Linked DNA regions of Sus scrofa: region 2 is linked to region 1. The links are chromatin contacts, called in public HiChIP or PLAC-seq maps. All regions are on one chromosome and are shown on one strand. The core of a region is the stretch at or near the end of the contact, and the rest is flanking DNA. Distances in the headings are between cores, read along the strand shown.

What was found. HiChIP or PLAC-seq counts read pairs in DNA pulled down with a chosen protein or histone mark.
Region 2: an H3K27ac HiChIP or PLAC-seq map of alveolar macrophages shows a contact between it and region 1. The contact joins the promoter of CISD2 here to the promoter of TET2 in region 1. A contact is called at or near these places in 1 of 5 promoter capture datasets (liver) and 1 of 2 datasets of contacts at active chromatin or transcription factors (alveolar macrophages).

The regions. Positions count from the first base shown.
Region 1 is chr8:116,545,277-116,548,920 of Sscrofa11.1, reverse strand. It overlaps TET2 (methylcytosine dioxygenase TET2), which reads left to right and starts at 1,945. Exons shown (of 11, transcript XM_013978993.2): 1 at 1,945-2,420.
Region 2 is chr8:118,163,064-118,166,707 of Sscrofa11.1, reverse strand. It overlaps CISD2 (CDGSH iron-sulfur domain-containing protein 2), which reads left to right and starts at 2,013. Exons shown (of 3, transcript XM_013989389.2): 1 at 2,013-2,230. The coding sequence starts at 2,128. It overlaps LOC106504757 (a long non-coding RNA gene), which reads right to left and starts at 1,914. Exons shown (of 2, transcript XR_002346468.1): 1 at 1,744-1,914.

The DNA of each region.
Region 1 (3,644 bases), core at 696-3,195:
AATTTAACCATATGAAACAAGATCAGAAAAAAGTACAAATCATATTAATGAGTGTCTATTAAGTTTCTCATAATACTGTGATCCTTGATTTTAGAAAATAATAGTTTGTATTAATAAAGTAATTTGTATCAATAATTTAAAGAGTTATGACTAAATGTTTTATCTCTTGGAGTTTTTTTAAATAGGCATTCTGCTTATGTTAAATATATACCTTTGTATGGTGTGCAGTAATATCATTAGACAAAAGAAACAAGGCCCCTTCATAGCAATGACTGCTGTGCTGCTTCAAGGTCAATTGTCTTTTAAGTACTCAGAGAATCTTTATATGTCATACTTCAGAAATATGTTTTTGGAGATGGGAAACAACAGGCTATGATTTAATGTTTTTGTTAAACCACCATAATTCTTTCAAAGGAGTATGTATCACAACTATTTCTCTATGTTAAAGAGAAAATTAAGTCCTTAAAGAAATTTCCTATTCTCCAGGTGGAGAGGAAATTAAGAATCACCTATTTTTGCTGTTGTTAATACAAGAAATTTGCATTGTAAAGCAAGCTGCTGTTGCCAACTCTTTAAAGGACAGAGCATACAGGAAGCTGCCTCCACCCTAACAGGCTTAGAGACTGAGCAACTAAGTTAGACATCAGGTGCCCAGGCCAATCAAGTCAAATTTCTAACACAAAATAGCATGTCGTGGAACCTGTTCTATTTGTCTCCCCCCGCCCTTCACCCCCAATAAGAAAGCAAAGATTTTTCTGTGTAGGAGCAGTACTGGTCTTTCTAGTTGGAGGAAAAGTGGTAAGGAATTTGGTAACAATTTACTGTTGTTAAAACAACAAATTATCTTTTAAAAATAGATTATCCACACCTATAGGAGGAGGAATCTCTAGAATGCACAAAATAAAAGCTGGCTCTGAATTACCCATCCAAATGTGCACTGAAGTGCAGCAAACAACTGATCATGTGCAACTACAGCTTTTCTTTCCCAGAAATAGCAACTAAGAAAGAACTTTTTAAAAATCAAAAATATATAATTTCACTAAAATGTTTTACACTTGGAGACTATTAGAATTTTATTTATTTATTTTGCTGTGGAAAAGTCACAATAACCAACAGGAGTAATGCATTTTCTTTTAAATTAGCAGATGTCATGGTGGTTAAGGGTGGGGTGGAGGTTCAGAGAAAGAAGTTGGCAAGAAAAGGTTCAGGGCCTGTTGCAAAATCAACTGCTAGCCAAGTGTGATTCCAGCTATATGGGAACTACCTGTTACAACAGAAAGAAGGGTCTAAAAGATGAAATGAGAAGGGAGTGAGCTTAAGCATCATTTTCCCAATTATCTTGTAAATAGCTAAGGGAACACGTAGGTGTTTCTATCAAACACACGTGAATACAATATTTGCTACATGTACTTTAAGAAGACAATGATATAATTACTTGTATACTGCTAGTGAATCAAGGAAAACCCCTGAAAATAGATGGCTTATGATTGGTAATAGTAATAACTACCTGGGCACTTACCAGTTGTTTTATTTAATCCTCACAACCACACTGTTTCAGAGGGTGTTTAACAGATGAGGAAACTGATACACAAAACAGCTAAGTAGAATGTTCAAGGTCACACATTTAGTAAGGGGTGGAGTCAAGATTCATCTAGGTCTGTCAGACTCCAAAGTCCACGTGGTCCCAATTCTGCTGTACCATGCACTATACGAATGTACATCATAGTCTTTGAAAACTTTACTTTTTGAACTTGAAAAACAAATTACAAGGCACCTCCTAAACAGTTTAAAGCCTCCTAGCAGTTGCCAAGACTTCAATGACGTATTAGTGTGCAGTTAGAAAAGACAGAAATTCATTTTACATGCTTAGGGAAACAAACAGTTTTGCTTAGACTAGTGCGAAATCAAAAATCTAAGTCAATTTGTCTCAAAATGGAATAAACAATGTTTCACTAGAACCTACTTTAAACACTTTTCTCGTAACAACATAACACATTAGAGTTCCTTTTTTTCCAGCCCTTTTCAAAGAGGAAATATTCTAATTTCCTAAAATTAGAGAAAGACTTCACTTCTAAAAAAAATTATGGACAAAAAAGTGAACGACACAGAATAACGTGTGTTGACTTAAGAGTATCATGATCACAATGTAGCGATCCCGTAAAAGATGTGCCCCAAATATGTATTTGAAATTTGATAAAAGTGAGAACTTCTTAAAGGTAGAGAGCAAATCTCAAAAACTGATATAACGATTCACGTGGGCTTTGTTCTTTGTCTCATCGTCACATTAAACATATGATTGTGCGGAAAAGCATTAAAAGAGAAGTAAAAACGACTAGGCGATAGAAAAGAAAAACTGTCAATGAATGCGAGCAGTTGTAGACTACGAACGTCAGGAGAAATCGAGTGATCGCCTTTTGGAGGTTAGTTGTTTATGGGTCGATTTCTTCATTTCTTAATTATGAGACTGAATTTTTTCTTTTTCCAAAATAGATGCTCTTAAGCACTTGAAAGTGCAGGTTTATTTCTTACAAACTGAATCAAGCGAGATGTAGATAGTCGCTGCTTAGAAAGCCCTCTTGGATCTGCGTGAATCCTTCCCAGCCCACGTGGCCAAAGTAAACAGAAGGTGGGCCGGGGCGGGGAGAAGCGGGCCTCGGTCAATTTCCTAATTTGTCGAGTCTTTAAAACTACAGACCCCTAAAGCACTAAGGGCATGCCCTCGAAGAAACTCGGGAGTGCTTCTGCTGAGCGAGATTAAAGGGACTGTGTAGAGAGGATGCCAAAGCGGGGGCGAAGAGGGGCTGGTGGACCTACCAGGGGGTGGGGTGCGGGCTCGAGCGGGCAGACCTGGGTGCGCGCTGGGGTGCGTGAGGGCATACCTGCCAGGAGGTGGGAGTCAGGGAGGGTGCCAGGCAGCAGGGGGGTGTGCACCTAGTCTAAGGGGGCGGAGGGGAACGGCACCAACAAAAAGTTTCAAAGGTTAAGCTAGGGTCTTGCATCCTCGTGCCAGGGACACATGCCGCCTCCCCCTTTGCGCCTGCCTGGAGCCTTCACCCGGGTAGAGACCTATCCGAGGGTCCCCGGGGAACCCCGGGTCTGACGGCGGCGTCGTCCGGAGGCCGGACGTTCCCTGGAGCCCGCGCGCTCCTCAGAGCGCAGCGCTTCGCCGGCTCGCTCCCCAGTCCCGGCCTCGACCGCGCGCCCCCACGTTCGGCTCCAGGTGCCGCCGGCTTTTGTGCGGGGAGCCGCGGGGCCGGGGGCCGATTCCCGGGAGCCGGGGCCGAGGGCCCCGGGGCGGCGACAGAGGCCAGGGCGGAGGAGGCGGCGGCCCGGCGGAGGGGGAGGAGGCGGCCCGGCGGAGAAGGAGGAGGAGGAGGAAGCGGGGCGGAGGAGGAGGAGGAGGCGGAGGAGGAGGAGGAGAGCGGCGGCAGCGGCGAGAGCTCGGGCGGCCCCGCCGCCTCCTCGCGAGCGCCGCGCGCCCTGGCCCGGCTCGCATGCGAGTCACGTCCGCCCCCTCGCAGCGGCCGCCCCGAGACGCCGGCCCAGCCGAGTGATGAGAACAGACGTCAAACTGCCTTATGAATATTGATGCGGAGGCTAGGCTGCTTTCGTAGAGAAGCAGAAGGAAGCAAGATGGCTGCCCT
Region 2 (3,644 bases), core at 764-3,263, 1.6 Mb before region 1:
TGCACCTTGGGTCACTGCTGTTGGTGTGGGTTTGATCCCTGGCCCAGGAACATCCACATGCCAAGGGAGTGGCCAAAAAAAAAAAAAAAAGGTGGGGGAGATGGAATATACATTTTAAAATTTTAAGCCCCTCCAAAAAAGTGTTTCATCCTTATAGACTTCCACTCACTACATTTCTTCTACTTGGAAATGGCAAGCCAGCTGTCCACTGCTCAAGGGAAGCCAATCACAGAAAAACTACATAGAGTATAATTCTTTTTATATGATGTTCAAGAACACGCAAAGCAAGACAGAACAGTGGCGGCGGTGATAGTTAGTAGGTACATAAAGAAGTTCTATGGGGTGTTTGATATATTCCGTATATTTGGATTTGGGTGTTGATCACATCGAATTGTACAGCATCTTACTATGTTATATCTCTTAATTGAGGTATACATTTTTTATTCCTTTAAAGAAAAACTTCTTAGAGGACTTAAGAATCTCACTTAACACAGCTTGTTTTGTTCTTGTCAAGACAACAAAGACTCTAGTTAAGAAACAAACTTTTAGTGACCCCCAAGCTTTTCTTACACCTTATGGCCCCTTGACCAACACATGCCTGACTCAGCCATCTCCCCAACAAAACAGGCTCAAAGACTAGGATGTCTGAGATCATTTTCAGGATAAACCCATCAAACCAAAAGTAAGCTCCCAAGAGGAAACTGAAAATAAATCCTAATGTAAACGCCAACCTTTAAATCATTACTTTGTATACCATCTTCTACACTGCTCTAGCTCATGAACATGAACTTGTATCTAAACACCTTCATAGAAATTTTCATTGTCATTTTACTGTGACAGTTTGGATCGAAGTAAAATGATAGAAAATCAGTTTATCTAGGTTTAAACTAACTCTCTTACTGATAATTTTTTTTTAGTGAAGGACGACCACAAATATTAAACAGTCCAAGGAATGAAAAGTTGCTTTAAAAATAATTTCTTCACTTTCACACTTTAGGATGAAAATACTAATGGAAAAATGAAAAATAAAACCTGTATAATCACAACTGGCTGTTACATTAAATCATACAAGATGAAATATTGCACATTGCACAGTTTGTTATTGTATGTTGTTAGTCAAGTGGGGCTGAGCACTGTAAAGTGGCAGTGTATTGAGATACACAACATGCAATCAGCAAGTGCGTTACTTTGGATATTTTACTTCAACAAAAACAAGAAACAAAGGCATGTCAAGGAAGGTGCTTCAAGAGACTGAAGCTGTCTCCTTTCACCCTTTAATTATTTTTTTCAGGTGCTAATAAAAATAAATAAAAATTGAACATCTCCACCGACACTTGCGATTGTAGCAGAAGCCTTGCAACATAAAATGAAGGGAACCATCAACCTTTAATACCCTTTTACACTTTCGTAGTTTTAGCCAACCTAAACAAGAACTGATCTGCAGAAGGAGCTGAAATTATCCAAAGAAAGACTCTCACGGGTCTCGACTGAGAGTGGCAAGGAGCCTCAGAGCAGCGTTGCACTAAACAAACAAGGGGCAGAGCTGGAAGCAGTTCCTAGTTTAGGTAAAGTAATTTTAACTTCTTTCTTAAAGCCCGGCCTGAAGGAATGACAGAGCGAAATAAGGCACCGCGAGTGTAGAGGGGAAAGATGCGCTTAGGTGAATACAATCCTGGGGTCGCGGCTGGGAAGAGGCCGAGATGAGAGGAGTCGAAGTAAAAAAAGATGCCAGGAGAAACTCACTTTTGAAAGGCACCATCCAGTTACAAAGCACTCTCACGTGCTTTATCTCATCGGACACAATATCCTTTCTGCGGGCCTCCAGCGTCCGCAGATGTTAAAGGCCCACTGTGAGGGCCCTCTGCAAAACCGAGACTCCAAGGCCGGCCTCGCTACCCGTCAGTTCCCGCGGCCGCCCGTGCCCCCGCGGCACCCGCCGGGCGCGCACGTCACTCGCCCACTGCCAATCGGCACTCGGCAGGTCACCTCGGCTTGCGGGCCCGGAGCCCCGCCCCAGCAGGGTCCAGGCCGCGAGCGCCGGCGGGCCGCTTCCGCTCTCGGCGCAGGCGCGGCAGGTCGGCCCGAGCGCGGCTGGGGTCGGGGAAAGAGAGGACGCCGCGGGTCAGGATGGTGCTGGAGTGCGTGGCCCGGATCGTGAAGGTGCAGCTCCCCGCGTATCTTAAGCGGCTCCCAATCCCGGAGAGCATTACCGGGTTCGCCCGGCTCACAGGTAATGCCAGCCTTCAGCCAGTCCCCATCCTTGCAAGTTTCCAAGGCGGAGGGTGGGGGCGGGAATCTAAAAATCTACGGGCTGAGGGGCGGGGCGGAGCTTGGCGGCGGGCGCGTGACCCAGTGATCCCGCGCTCCGAGGGAGGTGGGCGCGCGCAGATACAGCTGCCTGGGATCTTGCGTGAGGCCACTTCTCGGTACCTGGCGACATCGGGTGCTAATCCTGGTGGCAGTCTCCTTTGTCTTCTGTGGTGAGAGCCGGCTATTTGCAGAGAAGGTGCTGAGTTGGGAACAGTCCCATCTCTTTCATCTCTCTCGTTCCCTGCTTGTTTATTTTAGAACACGATGAGTCTTCGTTATCCAAGGCGCTGTGTGCCAGGCCGTCCCAGCTCTCATCTGTGGGTTTTACCCACAGCGTGGGGGTGTGAGTGGGAGGGAGAGAAACGTAGACAGACGTGTAATAGGTATTTGGAAGTTTTATTTAGTAACCAAGTTAAAAAAGAAACTCCTTTCCCGTAGGGGAGCGTTAACCTACCTTGGGGGCATTTGAAGTCAACTCTACTGCTATGGGCCTGGAGGCAGTTTAGGTAACTGGAGTTGGAGGAAAGATATCTTGGCTAGTATGATGGACCAGAAATAAAGGTTTTGTTGGCTTCTGAGCACTACAGCTTAAGCGGGGTATTTGTAAACCAGTCTCAGGGACCGACTAGGTTGACGAGGGGACAAAACGTATTGATAAAGCAAACACTGTCCTATCAGGGAATGTAAGCATGAATTAAGACAGTTTTGAGGTAAATAGGGTTGCTTATCGTGGAGCAGTCTGGAGACCTATGATACCTGACTTAAAATATAGTATTTGGGTTTTTTTGTTTTTTTGGCTTTTCAGGATTGCACCAGCGGCATATGGAGGTTCCCAGGCTCGGGGTCCAGTCGTAGCTGTAGCTGCTGGCCTATGCCACAGCCACGCGGGATCCAAGCTGTGTCTGCAACCTCCACCATTAGCGAGGCCAGGGATCGAACCCACCACCTCATGGTTTCTAGTTGGATTCGTTTCTGCTGCACCAGGACGGGAACTCCAAAATATAGTATTTGGAACGCTGATGGAAGAAAAATAAAATTTATTCTGTGCATTCCAAAAGACAGAACTAGAGTCAAATTATTGAAAGTTATTTGAAGAGGGATTTCAGATCCAATACAAGGGATCATTAATTTTTTTAAATTAGAGAATACTTTACCCAAACATAGGTACTTTGAGAGCTATGCCCTCTCAGAGGTTTAAAAAAATAAAGGCAGTGTCTGGTGGTGGGTAGGTTTAGGGGTAAACTAGATGACTCTTCCAAATCTAGAGAATCTTTGAATTATGGTTAGAGACATTTACTCTGTTGACAAATGGATTTTGAGATTTTAACACTTTT